Linked DNA regions of Sus scrofa: region 2 is linked to region 1. A link is a contact called in public promoter capture Hi-C data. All regions are on one chromosome and are shown on one strand. Each heading gives the region's core, a stretch centred on a gene start, on an enhancer-like site or on the middle of the called end of the contact. The rest is flanking DNA. Distances are from core to core; before and after follow the strand shown. Region 1 holds the start of CARD19 (caspase recruitment domain family member 19). Region 2 holds the start of PHF2 (lysine-specific demethylase PHF2).

The links. Promoter capture Hi-C pulls out the DNA fragments that hold promoters and counts their contacts.
Region 2: a promoter capture Hi-C map of liver shows a contact between it and region 1, with 4 times the contacts expected there. The contact joins the promoter of PHF2 here to the promoter of CARD19 in region 1. A contact is called at or near these places in 1 of 5 promoter capture datasets (liver) and 1 of 2 datasets of contacts at active chromatin or transcription factors (alveolar macrophages).

Annotation. Positions count from the first base shown.
Region 1 is chr3:42,631,236-42,636,504 of Sscrofa11.1, reverse strand. CARD19 (caspase recruitment domain family member 19) reads right to left here and starts at 2,989. Exons shown (of 6, transcript NM_001244277.1): 1 at 2,863-2,989. The coding sequence starts at 2,869.
Region 2 is chr3:42,985,790-42,991,544 of Sscrofa11.1, reverse strand. PHF2 (lysine-specific demethylase PHF2) reads right to left here and starts at 2,937. Exons shown (of 22, transcript XM_021088179.1): 1 at 2,769-2,937. The coding sequence starts at 2,866. It overlaps LOC106509726 (a long non-coding RNA gene), which reads left to right and starts at 2,709. Exons shown (of 4, transcript XR_002342934.1): 1 at 2,709-2,816; 2 at 4,376-4,527.

The sequences.
Region 1 (5,269 bases), core at 1,740-4,239:
CCCCCCTTTGCCAAAGGGGAAACCGAGGCCCGGGGGTGGATAAGGTTCCTGTCTGAGATCTCAGCTAAGAAGTGATGATCAAAGCCAGGACACAGGCACAATCCGGGCCAACTCCTAACATCCAGATTTTCTGCCTCTCTAATCAACCTAGTAATTAACTACACAATTAGCTGCATCATGGCATCCCAGGCAAGATATAAAGCTGTCTTGCCCAGCACTGCCAGTGTGTGCACCTGTGCACAGGGCCAACCCATAGTAAGCACTCACTAAAGAGTTTTGGAATGAATGGATTCTTAAGGTTCAAGGGCAAGGCCTGGCAGTGGCTGGCAGCCAGCACCTTGCAGTGATTCCTCCCATCATGCAGGCTGCTAGCCAGGTGGAACCTCCATTGCCTCGAGCTGTGAGTCATTTGGCACAATGGTATAGCCTGGGGGCCAAAGCTCCAGGCTCTGCCGTGCCCTGTGCTTCCTGTGGTGGTTGTGAGCTGTGCACACAAACCACACCCAGGCGGCCACTCAGAGCCATGAGAAAGCACAGGAAAGAAAACCCCTTTGGTCCCAGACTGTTTTTACAGGACAAAGGAAGAGGAATGCTCTGGCACAAAACTCTCCAGACCTTCAGCAGCAACCTTTGCTAAGCCCTACCTCTCCCATCTTCCTGCCCAGCTGGCACCACAACCGTGGACCCCCAACCTGTTAACTCTGGCTGGCACCCGGGGCCCTGTGCTGTGGGAGCTGGGTCCAGTAGCCCTCACTGTGCCTCCCAGGCCCCTGAGCCATCCCCTGCCCAGCAGCCCCCAACCTCACCATACTGTTCAGGATCTCATCTTTGAGAGAAGACTACCTGTCCCTGTGATTCCCACCTGGCTAATTCATGCTCACTGTCCTACTCCTGAGAGGCCTTCCTGAGTTCCCCTGGCCTCTGCCCCACCAAAGTCCAGATTTGGGGGCCTCAGCCTCCTTTCCTGAATTGAATATCCCAGAATCCCCTCCAGTCCCCATGCCGAAACTGGCCACAAGCAAGGAGTTGAGATGGCTCACTCCCCAGCATACCACAAGTCAGTGGCTGCTTCTGCAGCAACAGCAATTGCTGCAGTGACACTTGGCCAGTGCTGGCCCTGTGCAGACACATCAGGTCCCACAAACTCACTCTGCAACCCATCACTGAGGCCCCAGAACAAACTTGGGGCAGGCCCCTGTCGATGCATGGAGGCAGTGAACCAAGAACTTGGGGCCTGCAGCCTTGAAGACCTGCCCATTTAACCCTCTCTGGTCCCAGTTCCCACCCTGAAAATAAATGGCTCTATGGGGAGGGGTCTCTAGAGGGCCAGGACACAGAGATGGCAGGGAGAAGTGGAACTGGTGGGTCCGGCTCTGCCACTGACTGCCCCAGTGATCCTGGGGCTTGGCACCTGCCCCGTCTGAGCCTTGGTTTCCTCAGCCACACAACAGAGATGCTATTCCACATTACCCCATATAGCAGTTCTGAACAGAAAGGCCCAGGTGCACAGGAGGTACAACAGACCCCTGAACAAGGTGAAGGTGGGGGCATAGACCCCTGAGCATGGAATATCCATACATAACTTTACAGTCGGCCCTGTGGATCCAAGATTCTATATCCTTGGATTCAACTAACCTCATATCACGTAGTAGTATAACATATTTATCAAAAAAAAAAAAAAGTCCACATACAAATGGATCCTCACAGTTGAAATTCCAGTTGTTCAAGGGTCAACTGTACTTAGAAACAGCAGCCACAGATAAAAAGGGTTCAGGGAGATGAGAACAGAGTGCATAACTGCTAGGGTCCCTTCTGGCTTCGGCTGGGACACTGATGTCCTGGAAATCACCAGGTTCCTGCCCAAGAAATCCTATTTGTGTGCAGGACTTGGGCTGGGTCTCCAGTGAGTGTTGGGGAGAGAACAGGGACTTCTGGGAACTCCCTGACCCCCTGGGCTACCCCTAGGTGACTTCTGCCTCATGAAGCAGAATAGTGGGGCCCTTGAAATGAAGTATCGCTTCTGGGAGCCACCACATTCCCTGACCACACTGTCATGGGCTCTGTCACCAGCCTGTCATTTTCATGGAGCTTCTCCTACAGGAGAAGGTCTACAGAAAAGGGCCACCCTGTTCAGTTAGGGTCAGGAAGGCAGTGGGCAGGTCCAGAGAGGTCCTGGGTGGGGTAGAGTGGATTGAGGGTAGGGGTGGGGGGTGTAGGTTGCTGGGCTGGAGACCCTGTCCTGGAAAAAGATGCTGGAGGGCCTTAAACAATCCAGTATGGAGCGCAAAGCGTGTGCACAATTCTCCTGGGCCTGTCCCCACTGGGCAAGGGGTGCAGAATGGGAGGTACCAGAGATTCCCCTGACTACCAACCACTGCCCAGGAATGAACCACCTGACGCCATTCTCAGTCTATTATCTCCTGATAGGAGCACATAGTAGAACCCAGAACCTAAAAGAGTATTCCTCGCACACCTTTGACTTTAACCTCCCACTGTCAGGCCACATCCCCAGCCCAGAATCTCCTGACCCACAGACATGCACTGATCCCTGCCTTCCCGACACCACCCAAGACCTGGCCCCCACTCACTAGAACCTTCCACGGCATGCCCTGGCCTCACCCCTCAGAACCATCCCAGGCCCAGCCTCTGTCGCCCAGAACCCTCCAGAGCCTGGCCTGGCCTCGTCCCCCAAGAAACTGGCCCCAGGCTGCACGCCGCTTTGCCGCGGTCCCGCCGTCACGGGCAAGGTCACTCCCGTCGCAGCGAGGGGCCTCCCCTGGGGTGGTATCGGGACACCGGACCCTACGGGCCACCGTGGCCGCGCGCCTGTCCCTGTCAGGCACGACCCCGGACAGCGCTCACCTGTCATGGCGGCGGCACAGCGTGCACCCAGCCGGCCCGTCCCCCTGCCGCCGTCTGTCTGTCTGGTTGTCCGGTCCGCTGCCCGTCAGCCCCGGTGACCGCCGCCCGCCCTGGCCCGCTCTTTCCCGGCGGGCCCCGCCCCCAGCATCATCGCGACTAAGTCCTAACCCTGCCCCTCACTTAGCCCGCCCTCTCCCGTTAGGCCCCGCCCACGGCGTCGGCGCCATCGCCGCCATCGCCGCCAGGGCTCTAAACGCCGCAGCTCCCTCCAGCCTGGTTTCCTAGCGCGTGGGAACAGACGCCGCTAGGAGCCCTTAGCCCCGCCCCGCACTGAGCCCGCCCCTCCCACTAGGCCCCGCCCACGGCGTCGGCGGCGTCGCCTCAAGGGTTCTAAACGCCGTACCTCCCCCGCAGCCCCGCTTCCTAAGGCGTGGTAATGGACGCCGCTAGGGGCCCTCGGCCCCGCCCCTCACCGAGCCAGCCCTTCCGGGCGGCCCTGACTTGGCTCTGTCACCGCTGGCGCTCTAAACCCACCCACACTGAGCCCACCCCCGCTGGCGCCACTACGCCTCTGCCACAGTCCTGCATCCCGCCCCTCTCTGAGCCCAGGAAGCCTTGGGCCTCATTCTTGCCAGGAAGAGATGCCCTCAGCTCCGCCCCTCACAGAGTTCCTCCCGCACCCCGCCTTTTCCCACGTGGTCCCGCCCCCAGTCTAGCCCCGCCCCTTTCGGCGCATGTCCTTTGCCGCTGCATCCTGAGCCCCGGCCCTCGCCGGATCCTCTGGGGCAACCTCGCGGGTCTCCTCCTCACTCCTCCCCGACCCCCCACCTTGGACCCGCTCTTGTTCCACCCTGTCTTGGTCTAGGGTGGGGGTAGCCAAGCTCCGGACCCCGCTAAGCGTTTCTGGACACGGTCTGCCATGCCATTGCCGCCACTCCTGGAATGAGGAAACTGGAGAATGGGTGCATTTGTCGGCTGGAAACCCCAAAATTCTTGGGCCGAGTCGTAGGAGGTCACCACACGGGCACCGTCCCTTCCTCAAACGCTGGGAGTGAACCTGGCCTGGCTTAACTGAGAGCCCAGCCCCGTCCTACCCCAGGCTACCTCAGACCTTGAGACAACGGGGTAGGAGGTCCGGGTAACCTGACTTGGCAGTGCGTTAGTGCAAGTCCAGGCCCTTCCTCTGCAAGCCGCGCACAGGCCACTTAGGGGCCTCCCGGACGGGGCCTGTTGTCCACTGGTGGAATGGCCTGACCCCCACCTCCATTATTTTGCATCTTTCATCCTGGATCATGGCTTTGCGGACAAAAAATGTTACCTATCATCCCAGTAAATAATGAAAGTTACCCGCCGTCAAGTCTTTAGCCACTACGCCACCACCACCACCCGAGGGGAATTTAAGATAGAGGAAAAACAAGTTACCGGCCCTGGATCATTAAGATGCATATCTAAGGAATACTTTTATTGAGGGAGATTCTAGCATCTTCGCAAATGTAGAAAAGCACATTAACTTGAGGTGTAATCTTTTGATGTTCAACTACTTTGGGTGTTTCGTTTTTTTCTTTTTTCAGCAAAAGCTCTTGTATTTCCTGGCTCCCCCTTCACCTCTTTGAAACCGTCAACTGAAAAAATGCACAACCTAAAAGTTGAGAATTATGTTTTATTCAATGGACTTTCTGAGGATTTCAAGGCCTGGAGGGAGCCTCTCAGCTCTGAGAGATTGCTCTGAAGAGGTAGGGGAGGAGCCAAGGTATATGGGAGTTTCACAAAAAAGACCAGGTAGTTGGAACATCAAAAGATTACAGGTAATTAAAAAAAATCAGATATCTCAAGGTTTTGTTGTTGTTGTTGTTGTTTTTTGCTTTTTATGGCTGTACCTGAAGCATATAGAAGTTCCCAGGCTAGGGGTTGAATTGGAGCAGCAACTGCTGGCCTATGCCACAGCCACAGCAATGCCAGATCAGAGCTGTGTCTGTGACATACACCACAGCTCAGGGCAACTCCAAATCCTTAACCCACTGAGTGAGGCCAGGGATCGAACCCGCATCCTCATGGATACTAGTCAGGTTCGTAACCTGCTGAGCCACAATGGGAACTCCCTCAGATATCTCAAGTTAGTAAGTTAATTTAGCACTTTTCTTGGTATTGGAAGTTGCAGAAGTCTGGGCTCATTGAAACTATTCCTTTGATAAGCACTTTAGCTGTCTAGGTCCTGTATCCTTGTCCTTCTCTCCCGAGTCCCCTCAGGGTGCACTGTTGGGAGTAGCTGCAGTGGCTGAGGGCTTGCTATGATTGCAGGGGGGAATAGCCTGTGAGTCTGCACCCTGCACTCCCTTAGGGCTCACCATGGGGGGCGGTGGCAGTGGTTGGTGGCCCTGTGCGGACATGGTGCAAACTGACGATGCTT
Region 2 (5,755 bases), core at 1,688-4,187, 360 kb before region 1:
TCTATAGTTCTCCCAGCAAAGATTTGGCCACTGTGAGTGGGTAACCTTAGAGACCCCCTTCCAATCCTCGCCAAATGGGGTGCGCTGGAGGGATGGTTCACAGGTGGAACAAGAGGTAGCCTGTTACTTTCACAGTTATGTTTATTTTCACAGGTACTGTCTATGGCAAGTTATACTAATATTCTATTTCAGGGAATGATACAAAGTTTCCTTCTAAAAGAAATATTCAGGAGAGTAAGGAGACATGAGAGTGAAATGAAATGTAAGGTCCTGGAACTAAATAAACCTGTCAGAGGCGTGGAGTTTGGTTAGCAGATCTCCCCCAGTGCTTCTGCCTCAATGTCCATGCTGGCAGCAGAATTTGATCATTTCAAGGGAGGCAGGGTGGGGGTAAGGGAAACTCTACCATTTTTGCAACTCTTCTGTAGGTCTAAAATCCTCTCTAAACACAAAGTTATGAAGTATTCAAACTTTGAAAAAGTGAGTTGGGTTGTTGAATGTAAAGTAAACCATACAGGTGGGACTGGATCTGCAAAGAGTGGAGGGTCATACATCCAGGAATACCTGGAGATTGTGAATCACGTGGATCATATCACATAGCTTCCTATCACAGCAGAGAAGGGCCATGCCAAGGAGGTGGGAGACCTGCCCAGGGCTGTGGGGGACGCATGCAGCCTTGTCCAGCCTCTCCCACAAAAGACTCAACCCCTGACACCGCATTCCCGCATCACAGCATCTCCCCTGGGTCATCCAGAGGAGGACTCCAGGAAGTGTCCTGGCCTCAAGGCTCACTTTCACAAGGGACCCTTGATTGGATGCGGAGAAGATGTGCCCCGTGGCACTGCAAAAGCACAACCCCTTTCAGACCCTAGGGCGAACCCACATTGTTGGAAATGAACTTGTGCTGATCAAATGATCTGTGCCTGTACCAGATCAAATCAAAGACCTCACATGAGAAATGAGACCTCAGGAAATAAGACCTTCCCAAAACATCCCCTTGAAGGTATCTCAGGACACAACCTCTCCCTGCCTCTGCCTAAGTCAACCCAGCAAATGACACCAGCCCTCCTCAGGCCAGCCCTCAACCCCTCTCTTCTGCCTGCCCTTCGTTCCTGGGTCTCACCCTACCCCTTCACTCCTCCCACCCCCTCCTTCTCATCTCAAAGTCTAGCTGAGACCTGGCCTTGCCTTTCCAACCCGGTGGAGAGGGAGCTGGAAAGTCAAAGATTCTCCTGCGCCCTCATACTCCCCTAGCCTAGGCACCTAGGGAGCTCGGCACGCCCTGGATGGGAGTGTGGGAGGAGGGAGAGGCCCCACCACTTTCAGGGCACTCGAGGCCAGCTTCTCAGCATCTCTGGAACTGAGGAGCCATGAAGGATCATACGGCAGCTCTCACCCCTGATCCAGCCATGAACTCTGAGAGGATGCCAACTGGTGGGTGTGCAGAGCAGCCCTGTTCTGGGCAGACTTCAGGGCTCACACTGAAGGCTCTGCTGCTCTGTGGGGTCCCCGCAGCCCTGGATATCCACAGGAGAGCAGCCCAGGAGGCCCAGGGGATTTCAGTGGGGATCCCTGTCCCATGGAGTCCCACCTTTGCTCACTGGGGTCCATGTCACAGGCACTGAGCTGGGACTTGGGCCTGGCGCTGACCAACCTGAGCGAGCCCTGTCACATCTGGCTGCCTGGCTCCCCCACTAGCAGAACTAGACACCATGGCCCATATTTAAGGGCCACTGGCTCCTCTGCAGTTAAAAGTGGGGGGAGTTTTTCCTCTCTGGGAGCTGAGGAACCACCTCCCGACACACGCTCCTCTCTCCCTCTCAGCCCTGCTCCTGCTGGTTTCAGACTGGAGCCTAGGAGGGCATACCACCCTGGCCAGCCGCTGGCGGGTCCTGCTGAGGCCCAAACACATGAGAACCTGTTGGAGCAGTTTGGGCACCAGTGTCACCTCCTCTTCCTCCTCCTCCACTTACTTCTGGGCGGGAGGGGGCCTCGGGCTTTTGAAAACTCGGCACAGGGCCAGGTCATGGTCTTAGGCAAAGGCCAAGCTTTACCTCCCCCCACCCCATTTTCCTCCGAGAGCATAAGGTCAGGTCAAAACCAGGGTGGGCCTGTGTCTGGAGCAGAGCGGAGGGGAATGGGGAAACGTGACGGCCAGGGAGGAGGCGGCAAAGCCACGACACCCGCACCCACACACGGACACCATTCTGTCACCCACACTCCCGCCCGGGGGCGCGCAGGCCGGCTGGGTCCAGGGGCCCCGCAGGGACCAGGGGCCGGGCAGGGGTCCCGCTCGGACGAGGTGCCGGAGCTCCGGGCCGCGGCAGAGGGTGGGCGCGCCGGCCGCCACCTGGCCGGGCCCCACGTCAGTTCCAGCCCCGCCAGCGTCCGAGCCCGCCACTCGCGACTCTCCGGGGCCCGCGCGGGGAAAGTTCCTGCAACTTCGCGGGGGAGGCGGCGGGCGCTGGGCCTGGGCCTCCGGAGCCCGGCCTCCGCGGCCCCGCTGTCAGGCAGCCGGGCCGGCCGGGCGCCCCAACTTCCCGGCGCGGCCCCCGCCCGTCGCCCCCCGCGGGCCCGCTTTGTGCGCGGCGGCAGCGAGGGGCGCCCGCCCGGCCCCGGCCCCCGCCCCGGGCACAAAAGGGCGCGCGGCCGGCGGGAGGCGGCGGGCGGGGGCCTGCGGAGCGCTGCCGGGGCCGGGCCGGGGCCGGGGGCCAGGGCCCGAGCCGGGGCCGGGGGCCGGGGCCGGAACCGGGCGGCTGCGCGCTCACCTGCCGTGGAACCAGTCCTTGCAGGCGTCGCACTCGATCATGAAGCGGGTAACGTCGTAGGGGAGCCGGCAGACGCAGTACACGGGCACCGTCGCCATGTTCGCCGCGCCGCCCGCCCGCCCCGCGGCCCGCGCTGCGCTCCCGGGTCGGGCCGGGCGGGCCGGGCCGGGCGGGGGCCGGGGCCGGGGCCGGGGCCGGGGCCGGGGACGGGGCCGGGGGCGCACGACAGCCCGCGCGCACCCGGCCGGCGCGTCCACACAAAGCGGGGCGCGCGGTACAGGGCCGCGCCGGGAGCCGCCCGCCGGCCCGTGGGGCGCAGGGCGCGAGTGTGCGCGGGGGACGGGCCGCGCGCGGGACACAAAAGGGAATGGACGCGCGGGGCGGCGGGCGGGGAGCCGCGGCCCCACCGAAGGGACCCCCGGCCGCCGAGCGGCCTCTACGTCAGCGCCCCGGGTGGCGCCGCCTCCGCCCGCCAGCCTGGGCCGCCGCTGCCGCCGCGGGAAGGCGGGCCGGGGACCGCGGGGAAGGCGGGCCGGGGTACCCCGCCGGGGAGAAAGTGGGCCGGGGGGACCCTGCCAGGGGAGAAAAAGGACCGGGGAGCCTGCCAGGAGAAGGTGGGTCGGGGACCTGCAGGGAAAGAAGGGGGGCTGAGGAGACCCTGCCAGGGGAAAAGGTGGGCTGGGAAACCCCTCCAAAGGAGAAGGTGGGCTGGGAACCCCAGCCAGGGAAGAGGGTGGCTGGAAGACCGTCACCTGGAAGAAGATGGGCGCGGGGGGCGTCGGGTGGGTGGGGGGAGTCCCCGCGGAGAGGCTGGACTGAGGGGACCAGGGGGAAGGGCAGGGCTGGGAGACCCCCTGGGTGTGGGGTGAGACCCCGAGGGCGTCCTTCCTGGTTCAGAAGGCTGAGGAGCAACTACTTGGCTCTAACTTTCTTGTGATACAGCAGTGGGGCAGGGGACAGCCAGGGGGGTTCCTCCTGTGCCCTCATCACCACCTCGCCCTACTGAATTTCTGGCTGGAATACAACTTCTCTTTCCCCTTCATTCCTGGCTGAGGACAGCCCACCCTCCCTCACTCTGGACTTCCCTTGATGCTCAGCCCTCAGAGGAGCACAGAATTTAGGGGACCCGGAGCGTGCTGGCACGAGTCAGCCCTATAAAGAGAAAACAGTTACCTGGAATCTGAGCTGCCCAGGAGCCCTGGTCAGAGCCCTCAAGCCCCGGAGACCTAAGATGCAGGCAGAACAGCAGGTTCCAGGCCTCCTGTCTGTGTCCCCAATTGCTTGAGTTCTGCTGGTGGCAACAAGGATGTAGGAGGAAGGGGGACACCGAAGAGGTGCTCCAGTGTGGATCTGGGCCTTTGCCCTGGAGCGGTCCTTCCACCTCACCTGGGATGGTCAGGATCTTTAGTGTAAGACGGGGAGGGGACCTGGCTCTGAGGGATCTTTTTCCCAAGGCATATTCTATAGCGGGCTCTCCCCAGCCCCACTCCTAGCTGCTGCATCCATGGGGCCTCATTTCAGTATGCCAGAGCAGAGCTGGCTCCTAATTCAGAGGAAGGAATCTGTCTACGCTCTCTCACTCTGTGCTTCTTCTCCACCCTCCCCAGGCAAAATCTGCATGTTGCTGGGAGATGCTGGCCACCACAAGCACAGAATTCCAGACTTGAGGCAGGAAACCTGGGGCAGCTCACCTCACAGAAGCACCTTTAACAGACACTCAGCCGAGGCCTGCAGCTGCTAAGGGCCACTTGCTCCAATTGTAAGTTGAGGTCCTCCCTCCTCCTGAGTCAAAATCTACCCTCACATGGTCAGCCACCTTTCCCCAAAAGACAATCCCTCAGTCACAGCCTTGGTAGTGCCCAGGGCAGGGCCTTAGCTAGGAGGGAGTGACAGTGGGAGAAAGAAACTGGAGAAGGGGTAAGAAAGGGATTATCCCCCCCTCCTCACCCTCTCACACCCTGGTGAGCTGCTCAGGATCTGGAGCACCGTAAAGCCTTCCTACCTGAATTCCAGCTGTCACCCTCCCGTCCTGAGTCCTTCTTCCTGGTTACAGCCTGGATGACCTAGGGTAAGGAGTAACTATTAAGCATTGTCCATCATTATCACCCTCATGTGAATTGGTGCAGATAAACAGTACTCAGCCTGCAGATCAGAGTCTGCAAGGAGACCCAAAGAGCTGGGCCTGGGCAGTGCTGAGTTGCCTTCCCCCACGGTGGTACAGGAAGCACTTAACCTAGAAATATCCACATCCCCCAGTCAGTCATCCATCAGAGCCAGAAACTTCTGGAGACCAACCTGACTATGGTGCAGGGGAAGCTAACTTGCAGGGAGCCCTCATCTCTGACACTTTCCTTTCCTACTTTACAAATAATGATAACAGATACCCAGCATTTATCAAATGCATACCAGGTACAGTGCACGGTGCTTAGTTCTTCACAGACATGGACTAGAACTCACCCAACTGCTTGTAAAGCGCTTAGCATATCCCCTAGGTAGTGATTGTTATGTACTCAGCATTCACACTGACACCTTAGGCATTATCGCTGCCACTTTAGAAATAGGTATATAGACAGGTGTCATGGAGAGGTATAGTATTGGTGCCATTTTCCAGAAGTGAATACCGAGGCTCAAAGCAGTTGAATGCCTCATGGAGGAAGTCAGCTGGCTGGTGAGAGGAAGGAGCAAGCCAGGAACCCAGACTTCTCCAGGGCCTGAGCCTACTCTGCCGCCCCTCAGTCAGCTCCTGAGCACATACATTCGGCATGGGCGCCTCCCACTCCAAGTCATTCACTGCTGACCTCTGATGGGTCCAGCCACCCTACCCGTCCACCTCCACCCCCTGCCTTCCAGGACTCCACTGTCTATAGCTGTGTCAACTTGCTTCTGGAAGTGTCCACTGAGACACTTCTGTTACTCAAAGCTTTTCCAAGGCTGCCTGCCAACTACAGACTAAAATAAGTCTCAATATGGGTCCCAGACTCTTCCTC